Linked DNA regions of Sus scrofa: all the other regions are linked to region 2. A link is a contact called in public HiChIP or PLAC-seq and promoter capture Hi-C data. All regions are on one chromosome and are shown on one strand. The core of a region is the stretch at or near the end of the contact, and the rest is flanking DNA. Distances in the headings are between cores, read along the strand shown. Region 1 has its middle 38 kb from the start of POLR2M. Region 2 holds the start of ALDH1A2 (retinal dehydrogenase 2). Region 3 holds the start of POLR2M (protein GRINL1A).

What was found. Promoter capture Hi-C pulls out the DNA fragments that hold promoters and counts their contacts. HiChIP or PLAC-seq counts read pairs in DNA pulled down with a chosen protein or histone mark.
Region 1: a contact with region 2 is called in a promoter capture Hi-C map of liver, with 6 times the contacts expected there. The contact joins the enhancer-like site here to the promoter of ALDH1A2 in region 2. A contact is called at or near these places in 3 of 5 promoter capture datasets (fetal liver and liver) and 16 of 47 Hi-C or Micro-C datasets (brain, embryonic fibroblasts, epiblast stem cells and 11 more).
Region 3: an H3K27ac HiChIP or PLAC-seq map of skeletal muscle shows a contact between it and region 2, with 2.9 times the contacts expected there. The contact joins the promoter of POLR2M here to the promoter of ALDH1A2 in region 2. A contact is called at or near these places in 1 of 5 promoter capture datasets (liver) and 1 of 2 datasets of contacts at active chromatin or transcription factors (skeletal muscle).

Annotation. Positions count from the first base shown.
Region 1 is chr1:114,227,649-114,230,655 of Sscrofa11.1, reverse strand. No RefSeq gene overlaps it. Among named protein-coding and RNA genes, the nearest start is that of POLR2M, 38 kb to the left of the region's middle. Within about 2 kb of position 1,520, at least 6 of the 83 cell types and tissues checked have an H3K27ac peak or open chromatin away from gene starts, as enhancers often do. A contact at or near this core is called in fetal liver and liver, where this site is marked.
Region 2 is chr1:113,931,184-113,934,487 of Sscrofa11.1, reverse strand. It overlaps ALDH1A2 (retinal dehydrogenase 2), which reads right to left and starts at 1,766. Exons shown (of 14, transcript XM_021094606.1): 1 at 1,751-1,766; 2 at 924-1,113. The coding sequence starts at 1,040.
Region 3 is chr1:114,265,400-114,268,708 of Sscrofa11.1, reverse strand. POLR2M (protein GRINL1A) reads left to right here and starts at 1,847. Exons shown (of 4, transcript XM_005659563.3): 1 at 1,847-2,118. The coding sequence starts at 2,006. It overlaps LOC102160652 (a long non-coding RNA gene), which reads right to left and starts at 2,022. Exons shown (of 4, transcript XR_300957.3): 1 at 1,687-2,022.

The sequences.
Region 1 (3,007 bases), core at 271-2,770, 300 kb before region 2:
CCCCTGTAGGCGCCTCTCCTTCCCCTGCCCTCCAACAATGGCTGCTTTGAGCCCTTGCCCTCCTCTTCACCATGCCTGTCTTTATGGCTTGTCTATTCTCATGCTTTCATTAGTACCTCTTAGCTTTGCAGTCATGACCCTTTCCTGTGCCCCAGACTGCATTTCCAACTGCTGACAGGACATCTCCACTCACACCCTGAAGCCCCCGAGCCTCAATGCGCCTGCAGTGCCCTCTCCACCTGCTCACCCCCTTCAAGATGTACAGGTGCCTCAGCCACGTCTCCATGTCCATTAGGGCTCCTGCTGGGCTTTCCAGAATTCTTGGTTAGCAACTTTGGAGTCAGCTAGCCAAAGTCTATTGAATGCCGGCTGTGTATCAGGCAGTATGCTTAGGCTCGGGGTAGAGAGATGAATGCCAGTCACTGAGAGACCTTAAGGCACCCAGTCTAGGGAAGGAAGAGATATAACCACATGGAGTCACTAGAGAGAGGTGTTCAGGGTGCTGAGCTTTCAACGCAACAGCATTCAATAGCTGATACTTGAGGCAAATCCCAGTCTTGGCTGGCCTTGACTTTCCTCCCCATCGCCACTGCCATTGTCTTGGTTCAATCCCAAATCACTCATGCCTAGATTACTGTGACTCTCTTCTCTGTCTCCCTTGACTGTGAATTTTTCTCCATTACAGGCTAATTTTCCCACACAACTATTGTCAACAATTTACTCCAATTCTCACAAAAAAAAAAAAAAAAAAAAAAAAGTCCACCCTGGTGCCCCATCCATTCTCTGTAGCCTTATTTCAGCCCAGCGGTTTAGTGTGTGGGCTCTGGGGTCAGGCTCACTGGGCTAGAATTTTAGCTCTGTTGTGGAATTGGCTGTGGACCTCTTGCACTTACCCTTCCGGTGACTGTTTCCTCACCTGTCAAATCAGGATAATAATAAGGCCTACCTTATAGCTTTACGAAGACAGAAGGAGTTTATATAGACAAAACTTACAGTAAGCACTAAATAGGAACTTAGTATTACCCCTTTCCACTGTTTCCTAGTTAAGGGCCCCTTGCTCTGCAGAGGCCTCCTAATGAGTCTGGGATTTTCAATCTCTGTTTCCCAAGAGACACCAGACTTTTCTGGTGATGCTGCTCCTGCCTATGTACCAGACCCAGCTCAGGTCCCTGAAGCCGAAGGACATTTTGTCAGCTTCCTCAGTTCCCGGTGACGTCTGTCACTTTGGCTTGGATCACAGATACAACAGAGGCCCTTAAATACAGTTCTTTGTAGACTTCCCCTAAATATACTACCCTTCCTTCCAGCAAGCGTGGATCATGGGAACAACCTTCTAGCTGACATCTGCATCCTCTCTGCTCCGAAGCTAGCAACCGTTTTTTGTTCAGGGTCAGATACCAGCTATTTTAGGCTTTGAAGGCCATGTGCCAACAACTCGACTCTCAAATCCTGCAGTCTGCTGGTGTCCTGAGATACATCTTTCTCTATAAAAGCAGGGAGTGAGCCTGACTCGGCCCTGGGCTATAGTTTGCTGACCCTCTCCTCCAGCTGAGAGCCAATCTGCTAGCAAACCCTGCTGCCCAGCAGGCCTCTCTGGACTTTCCTCCCAGGACCAGATGACTGTTTGGCCTCTGGTCAGCTTTGGGGAGTGTTGAAGTAGCCTGGTGTGCTAGAGTGAACCCTGCTCCTTCTGACAGCTTTTTGTTCCTGAGATCAGCCTGAGCAGGCAGGATTGGGGTTGGGGGTGGGGAGGGTGGGGGGCAGTGAGGGGTTTGGGGTGGTACAGACATTTTAGCAAGAGGAAACCATCCCCTTCTCATCCCCTTCTACCTCCCTAAGCCTCAGTTCATGGTCCATTCACGCTGCCCTCAGCCCCAGGCACAGAGGTTGACAAATACACATTCTATAACTACCTTACACAGTAAAAAAGGTAAAGTCTCTTCCATGTAGATAATATGGATCCACTACACAAATTGACAATAGCCAGGAAATTGGAAACTTAGAGCTCCAACTTCTCCCACTGAAGTGTCTTTGGCCTCTCTCCGGGCTGGGGCTGGGCTGGCTTCTGGGTGTGGTGGTGTGCCCTTGACTCTGTTGTCATTGGTCCCAGAGCTTCTCTGTGGGCCAAGCTCTTTGCCCAGTATTGATCTGCCATTTGTGAGGACCCCACTGCCCCAGACCCCGTCTCCCCCCTTGCCTTCCTAGAGGCTTTGTGGGGAAGGCATTGACTCCCCAAAGAAAGTCCAGCCAGTAAGCCCTGGTTACCCTCTCTTAATGGAATCTTCCTTAAGGGAGACAGAAAGAGCCCCCTGGGGACTGCCCTGCTTATATTCTCCATCACCCCTTGGGCTGTCATCAGGGGATTAATTATAATTTCAATCGATGGGTACTTGAGAGAAGGTGAACCATTTGCCCTCCCCTAGCACTTGACATTTCAAACATTGGACAAGGAAAGGTGGCTTTGTTTATTTATTGAGCTATTATGGCCTAAAGCTAAAAGGGGTGCCTGACAAGAAGTAAAAAAAAAAAAAACCCAAAAAAACCCTCCTTTTGGGGATTAAATCTTTAAGCACAAATTGCTTTGTTACTGGTCAGTATTTGAGAAAAAAACTCAGGGAAAGATATATTCATTTGCTATTGCATACATTTTTCTCTATCTCACTGGGTATGCCGAAAGTAAGCGCCTTCTCCAGCATTTCTGACATCTGGTCTTAATATTTGCAAGTCTTTGTTTCATGTACTTTTGATAGACAACATTTTTTTTTGTGTGTAGAGCATTTTGTTATTAGACTCTGTGAAATGTTGATATTAGTCTGAGCTGCCCTGATCTTCATGGAACACAGGACAGTCTGGAACTTTCTTTGGGTGCATCTTTGGGAGAGTATTTTGGGGATTATGTAATATATTTTGACATGCTTCCAAGGGCATCTAATTTTTTTTTGAGGAAACGTTGTGTGTGCTTTTAACCCAGAGGCACCATGACAGATTTACTGCTCACTTCAAATTC
Region 2 (3,304 bases), core at 517-3,016:
AGGAATAGAAAATCAAACAAAACAATTATAAAAGGAATTCCAAGAAACATTACTCTAAATCGAATCTATTTCTTCCTCTCCCACCCTAATGCCATAACATAATCCCACAGAGTGTGTAATTAATACATTTTTTCCATGTCGAATTTGTGGAAAGCAAATTCTAATTACATGAAGGTGGCGAACGCATTTCTTTTTTATGCTGTGCAACAACAAAAAATTCCTGCTTGGCCAAACGAAGATGCCAGAGTTCGTTATTAAAAAAAAAAAAAAAAAAAAAAATCAGTTCAAAAGCGAACCCGTTAATTTGCACAAATTTAAAGACGTCTCAAGTTTTCCAGGAAAACTGCCACAGCCTACAAAATTTGAATGAAATGCTGACATTGGATCTACGGTATTCAGCAGCCAGGTTTCCACGATATCTACAAAAGCGGCCAGAGCGCTGCGTGCCTTGGACGATCCTACGGGAAAGCCGCTCGCAGCGCACCGAGCGGGCTGCAGAGAACCCGACCGGCCCCTGAAGGCAAACCGCTGAGAAGAGACCGACTGCCAGACTGCATGGCCAACCTGGCGAGGAACGCTTCTTCCCAGTTAGAGGAGTCAAAGCCGACGCCTTTCCCGCAGCAATAGGAACCCACCCGAAGAATCGGACCAGAAGGCGGGGGCAGATGCGGTTTGGGAAAGAGCCGTTGACCCTCAGAACCTCGAGAAAGGCTGGGGCGGGTCCCCGAGGCGCCCAAGACCCCGAAGGACTCCAGAAACCCCAACCCTGAGGTCAGAGTGTCCCTAATGCTGCGCGAGGACGACAGCCTGGCCGGGGAGACCCCGGCTCCCGACCCCGTCGCGCCGCCCTCTCCAAGAGACCACGGAGAAGAAAGAAGATTCCAGAAAGTCTCCGTGGACGGCAGGCCCTTGCGGAGCCTTACCTTGGTGTACTTGATCTCGAGGTTGGGCGTGGGCGACGGCAGAAGGTGCAGGGACGCCATGAGGGCGGCGGGGTCGGCCTTCACCTCGCCGGGCATCTCGATCTTACTGGAAGTCATGGAAGCGGGCCGAGGTCTCGCTTACCCGCGGCGTGGGCTGTGCGCGCGGTCCGCGGGCCGGGGGCGCGCTCGCCTGTATATAGGCAGGTGTCAAGCTGGGGCTCTTCTTATTGGACGTGAGGGCAGAGGCGCGGGGGGCTGGTCCATCCTACCTAGGACGCCTGGGCTCAGCCCCGATTTACATAAAGCCCGCCGCCCGCGCTGCGCGGCCGGGAAGCTGGTGGCCCACGGTCAAGTGCGTCTGGCGCCCCCGTCCTCCCCCCGACCGCGGGGACTGGCTCACGCCCACGATGCCGCCGCTGTCCTCGACGGCGGGATCGAAAACGCGCGCCGCTGCCCTGAGGAACTCAGCCAGCCAGCCAGAGCTCGCCCTGGCCGGGACAGCGTTGGCGAGAGGCACACCTTGGCAGATATCGGGTACCAGTCGTGGCCCCGGAAGCGGAGCGGGGACTGGAGGGGGACCCGAGCGGCCCGGCACTGACGCGGCCCCGAGAGTTGGGCGCCGTGCCAGTGAGAGAAGCCCGGGGAGCTGAGAGGGGCCGGCCGAGGATGGGGCGAGCGACGCTGCAGCGGCCGCGGAGGTCCGTTCCCGCCCAGGGCCGCGGAATCCCAGCTCCCCTCTCTCCTGGGTACCCGCGGGACCCCCTCCGTTCTCCTTCCCTGGCCAGGGGCGTCGGGTGCTCCGCATCGACCCCTGTCCCCGCACATACCCGGTCCCCGAAACGGGGCCCGACGGGTTGTGATACGCAAAAATCCCTCGCCCCACATTGAAAATGAGTATATCCCCTGGAGCCGGTCGACGCCGCGCTGCCCTTGCCAGGACTCTCCTGCCCAGCTGCTGCCCTCTGCTGGCTGGGACCGCCCCCGGCGGTCTGGGCTGCGTCAGGAGGATGGAGCTTTGGTCCTCCACCGCTGCTCTGAGAGAGTTGGAGATTGCATTGGTCCCTCATGGTTTCACTTGGATCCCTGGTTCAGCACTTACTCTCATCACTCCAGGACACGCAAGGGTACCCCAGTTTTGCTTTTCTGTTGTTCTTCACTCCAGCACCTATAATGGGCTCCTCATTTAATTGCCCCTTCGAGATGAGCTCCATATCTATAATGCTACCCCTAATTTAAGCATTTCAGTGCTCCAACAGGTCTTATAGTTTGTGGAATGCTAGAGGTCAGCATATAGGTCCAGATCAAGAACACAGAGGACCTCACATCATATTGGACTTCTGGCTCAGTGGCTAAATCCGGGGTCCAGATGAAAAGACCTTTATAGGTCACTTCCCCTTCTCTCAGTGTAAGCTTGACAGAGGCCTATTGATTCTTATCTTAAATGCTGTTTTTAGAACTCTTAGAACTCCCATCCCCCCTTTTTTTGGCCTTGCTTCTGGCTTGGGGAAGTTCCCAGGCAGGAATGGAGCAAGCCCACAACTGTAACCAGAGCCACAGCAGTGACAATGCCAGATCCTTAACCCACTGAGCCACCAGGAAACTCCCAGAACCCCTTTTCTTTAGTGTTAAGTGTAAACCAGAAAAGATACTTTCAGTAACTAAAAACTGCTTTTATGCCCAGTGTTTGAATACTAAACAACAGTAGAAACAGACAAAAAAAATCTTGTTTTAGTATTAGAGCTAAAGAAATAACTTCTGGTATCTCAGAACCCAGAGTATCTACACAAGGTTACCAGAGTGAATTGGATTTTTGTTTTTGAGGAACTATGGACCTTATCTTAGGCCGTTGCAAGATGTCAATTCACAGGGGATCTCTATGGCCAAAAATTATGCCTTAATGACAGTACATGTTCATGAAATAGATGAAAACCTTAGGGAGTTAGTGATATAACTGAGAAATTTAAGGTTAGTTCAGTTGAGGAGCAAGGGAGAAGGCAGTAGCAAAGGAAATCAGGATGCTTGTGGAACAATTCTACAAACATGTTTTGAGCACCTTCCAATGCAAGCTGTAGTGCTAGAGACTGGGTTACAAACCAGATGGACAGCTCTTGCTGCTAGTGAGCTTAAAATCCCTTCCCCACAGAGTTAGATCAATGACTATGATACACTATGGGGAAAAGTTACACAAGAGCATCAACAACACCATCTGGGTGCCCCACCAAGGAAGAGGCCAGCTCTCTAGGGAAGCTGACCTTGGACCTGAGCCTTAAAAGATCAGGTTTCAACGAAGGAGAGAAGGACAATATAGCCATAAGAGTCCACAAGAGCAAAGGCGTAGAGATGTGAAAATGCTTTTAGGGGGCATCAGTGGTGCTGGAGGA
Region 3 (3,309 bases), core at 598-3,097, 330 kb before region 2:
ACTACTACTGAAAATATCTTCATAGTAATTATGGTTAATGTTTACACTAAAAGTTTAAGATTAAGAAGGGGACTAGGGCGAAAGGTGGAAAGAAAGATTAGAGGGAGATTCCACCAATTAGTACCTGCTATGTGCATTAGGGAGATAGAAAAGTACAGCTCCTAAACACAATTCTCGACTTCGGAAGTTTGTTAGAAAAGAAATCATCATGCACAACACAACTGGAGAAGCATATGGTCCAATCACTAGTTATACTCCGAGACCAATTTGGGCTGGAATAACTTAAGAAGGTTCAGAGAGGAGATGAGACCTGAGCTAAGATTTATAATGGGCCAGGGGAAAAGCAACAGTCTTCCACAAAAGGAAAACAGCTGGGGGCAAAATCCCTAGGCTTGAGAGAAAAGTATCCTTTTCTCTGAGGCTTGAGAGAAAAGCAAGGTGAGGGCACCAGTGGCCCAGGATCACAAGGAATTACTACCATGGCAGGGAATAAAGGCCTTCAGGTGAGGTCCAGGGGCAGGATGATGATGGTTTTGCAGGAGCTTGCCAGGGGACAGCTAACTGATAAAGGCCTTACTCAAATGTTTCTCACTTAGCCAGGGCTGGAGCAGGTTAGTGAAATCCTTGGGCTTAAAAGCAGGCCTTATGTTGAGAATGTTAATACATTAGTTAAAACTGATCAGAATGGACCAGATTACAAGGACACAAAAACGGTTTCAACTGTGCACCCTGAAGCAGTTTCCGATTTTATTTAGAGCTTCTGTCTGATTGGGAGGGAATTGCTTGTGTTTATCATATCACCTTACAAAAGACTGAGAAAATGTAAATTTTCCATATCAAAGAAGGGGGAGGCTGGTGTTGGAGGTTATGGGGTTTTTCAAACCTCCCAAGTGATGTATGCTGTGAGACTAGCATGCTTCCTACTATTTCCTTTGGGAAACAGCCCTCCTAGCTTAACTATTAAGAGAAGCTAAGCACTAGATGTGATGCTTACTGCATTGCTTTCCTCAACAGCTTAAAACACCTTCTTACAGTTTGGAAGATTTTCAAACTGGTGTGGTAGAGCAGCTGGGCTTTTGAGTTTAATATCTGGTGTTGTCACTTACTAGTTTCATGCCCTGGGAAAACTTACATCAGTTTTTGTCTGTTTTTCTGCAGGAAAATACGGAATTGTGAGAGGTTCTCAACTGGCTTGTACAGCACCTCCCACCCCATCACCTCTTGCGGGCCTTTGGAATTGTGTGTATGAGCGTGCTGGGGATGGTAGTGGGTGGGATGCGTTTGGTACTGTTATAAGGACTCAGGAGTGCTAAAGCAATTAATGCACAGAAGCCAAATACCAGATATGCAATGCCTAATTCAGTGCCGCAAAAGAAGACTCCTGCTCCAAACGCCGGAGCCTCATTAAGAAACGCTGGTAGTCCTTAAAGGTTCTTCCAACGTTAATATCTGCTAACTTCACTGAACCTCGGACTAGGCGGGCCACGCCATGGGCCGGGGCCTCCCATGCCCTATCCGGCACATTCCCCAACATTATCAATGGTAACTCATCACTCAGATTTCCTCTTGTACTTCTCAGATGCCAGGGCCCATCGTACAATTATATTGTTTGACTGTCACCTGATAAGCATCTGACCCTCTCCCCCACGCGGTAAACACCTTAACAGTTGGGAGCGGGGCACTCACCAAATACTTTCTGAATAAACAGGCGAAGAGCTGAAACTGGTAACAGACTGACCACGCCAAACATGCCCGGCCGGCGTGTGACGTCTCACCGCAACTCCCGCCTCTTCCCGCCCCTCCGGCCACCCCCTCCTCCCTGTCCGTGTTTGTTTCCGGCGTTTCAATAAAGCTCGATTCGGCTAGAAGAAGCCCTGTTCTTCCGGGAAAATGGCGACTCCCGCTCATTCGCCGGAGTCCCTGCCCGCCGCGGATCCGGCGCCCGCAGCGGGAGCTGTCGCGGACGTCGAGTGCCCGCCGCCTCGCCAGCCTCAGCTCCCGCAGAATGTCCTCGCTGCCTCGCGGCTTCGAGCCCCAACCTCCCGAGGACTTGGGTCAGCGGAGTTTGGCAGAGCTGCGGGAAACGTTGAAGCGCCAGGAGAGACTTTTGCGCAACGTGTAAGCCTGGGTCCCGCGGAGTCACCGCCGGTCTCCTTGGGTTCGGGCTAGCCGGGACGCGCCCCTCCCCTCCCCCACCCCGATCCTTTCCTCGGAAGGTGACCTTGTCACAGTCAGCTCTTTGCGAGGTCCGCGGGCGAGTAGCCGGCCTACAGCCGTAGAGCTGACCGCGTCCAGCCAGGCATGGAGCGCATGTGGGATGGCTTCCCGTGCTCCTCCTCGTTTTACGTACTCAGCTTCTGTGTCGGTTTTCCGAACGGACGGTCTGTATCCCAAATTTTTTTGCCTTTGCCCACCACCCCAGTCGTGCCCCAAACATCCTGTCAATTTCATCTCTAGATTCTCTTTTTACAGGAAGTGGGAAGAGGGGAATTAAAAAAATGGCTTATAGGCAAAGAAAGTTTGGCTAACATTTAGATGATAGAGTTAATGGAATTTAGCAGAGGATCGATATAATGAACATGATTTTTTTTTAACCTTATTTTAGCAGGTTTGTGCAGGATAGTTTTGAGGGAGTAAGAGGCAGAAGACAGTAGGAGAATATTTTCAGAGAGCCTCTCGACAAGGAGGTTTAAGAAAGTGAACTAACTATAAGGGTCATTGTAGGATTGGGAAAATTACATCAGATATGGAATAATTTGATGTGTAGTTGACAGAGACGGCTGAAGTTTCTTGCCTGTACTGGAGGCACTAGTAATAAAAATAGAAAAGTTGGGGAGGGGAGTAGATCTGAGGTTGATTTCACTTAGGGGAGCTGGGTTGATAGAAGTTGATTCTATCAGGTTAAAAACTGGAGAAGTGGTCATGAGGCTTAAGAGAGAAGAAGGATGGGAAAATAGAGGCATCCTAACTGGAGAGGGATGTTTAATAGTTAGAATTGGGGGCATGAATATAGTGTCATAAAGAGTAGAGGGCATGAGATGTAACTTTCCCTCCCCATTTATTGGGTGGCTAAAGAAAAGAAAATCAGAAAAGGAACTTCTATCACTCAGCAAAAGGGACAAGTGATCACTTGGGAGCTTCCTAGTAAAGACAACTATTTTGACTTCGTGAGAATGGTTTTTTTTTTTGGTTTTTTGTTGTTTTTTTTTTTAAGGGCCACACCATAGCATATGGAGGTTTCCAAGCAAGGTGTCAAAACAGAACTGTAGCTGCTGGCCTACAGCAACACCAGATCCGAGCCACGTCTGC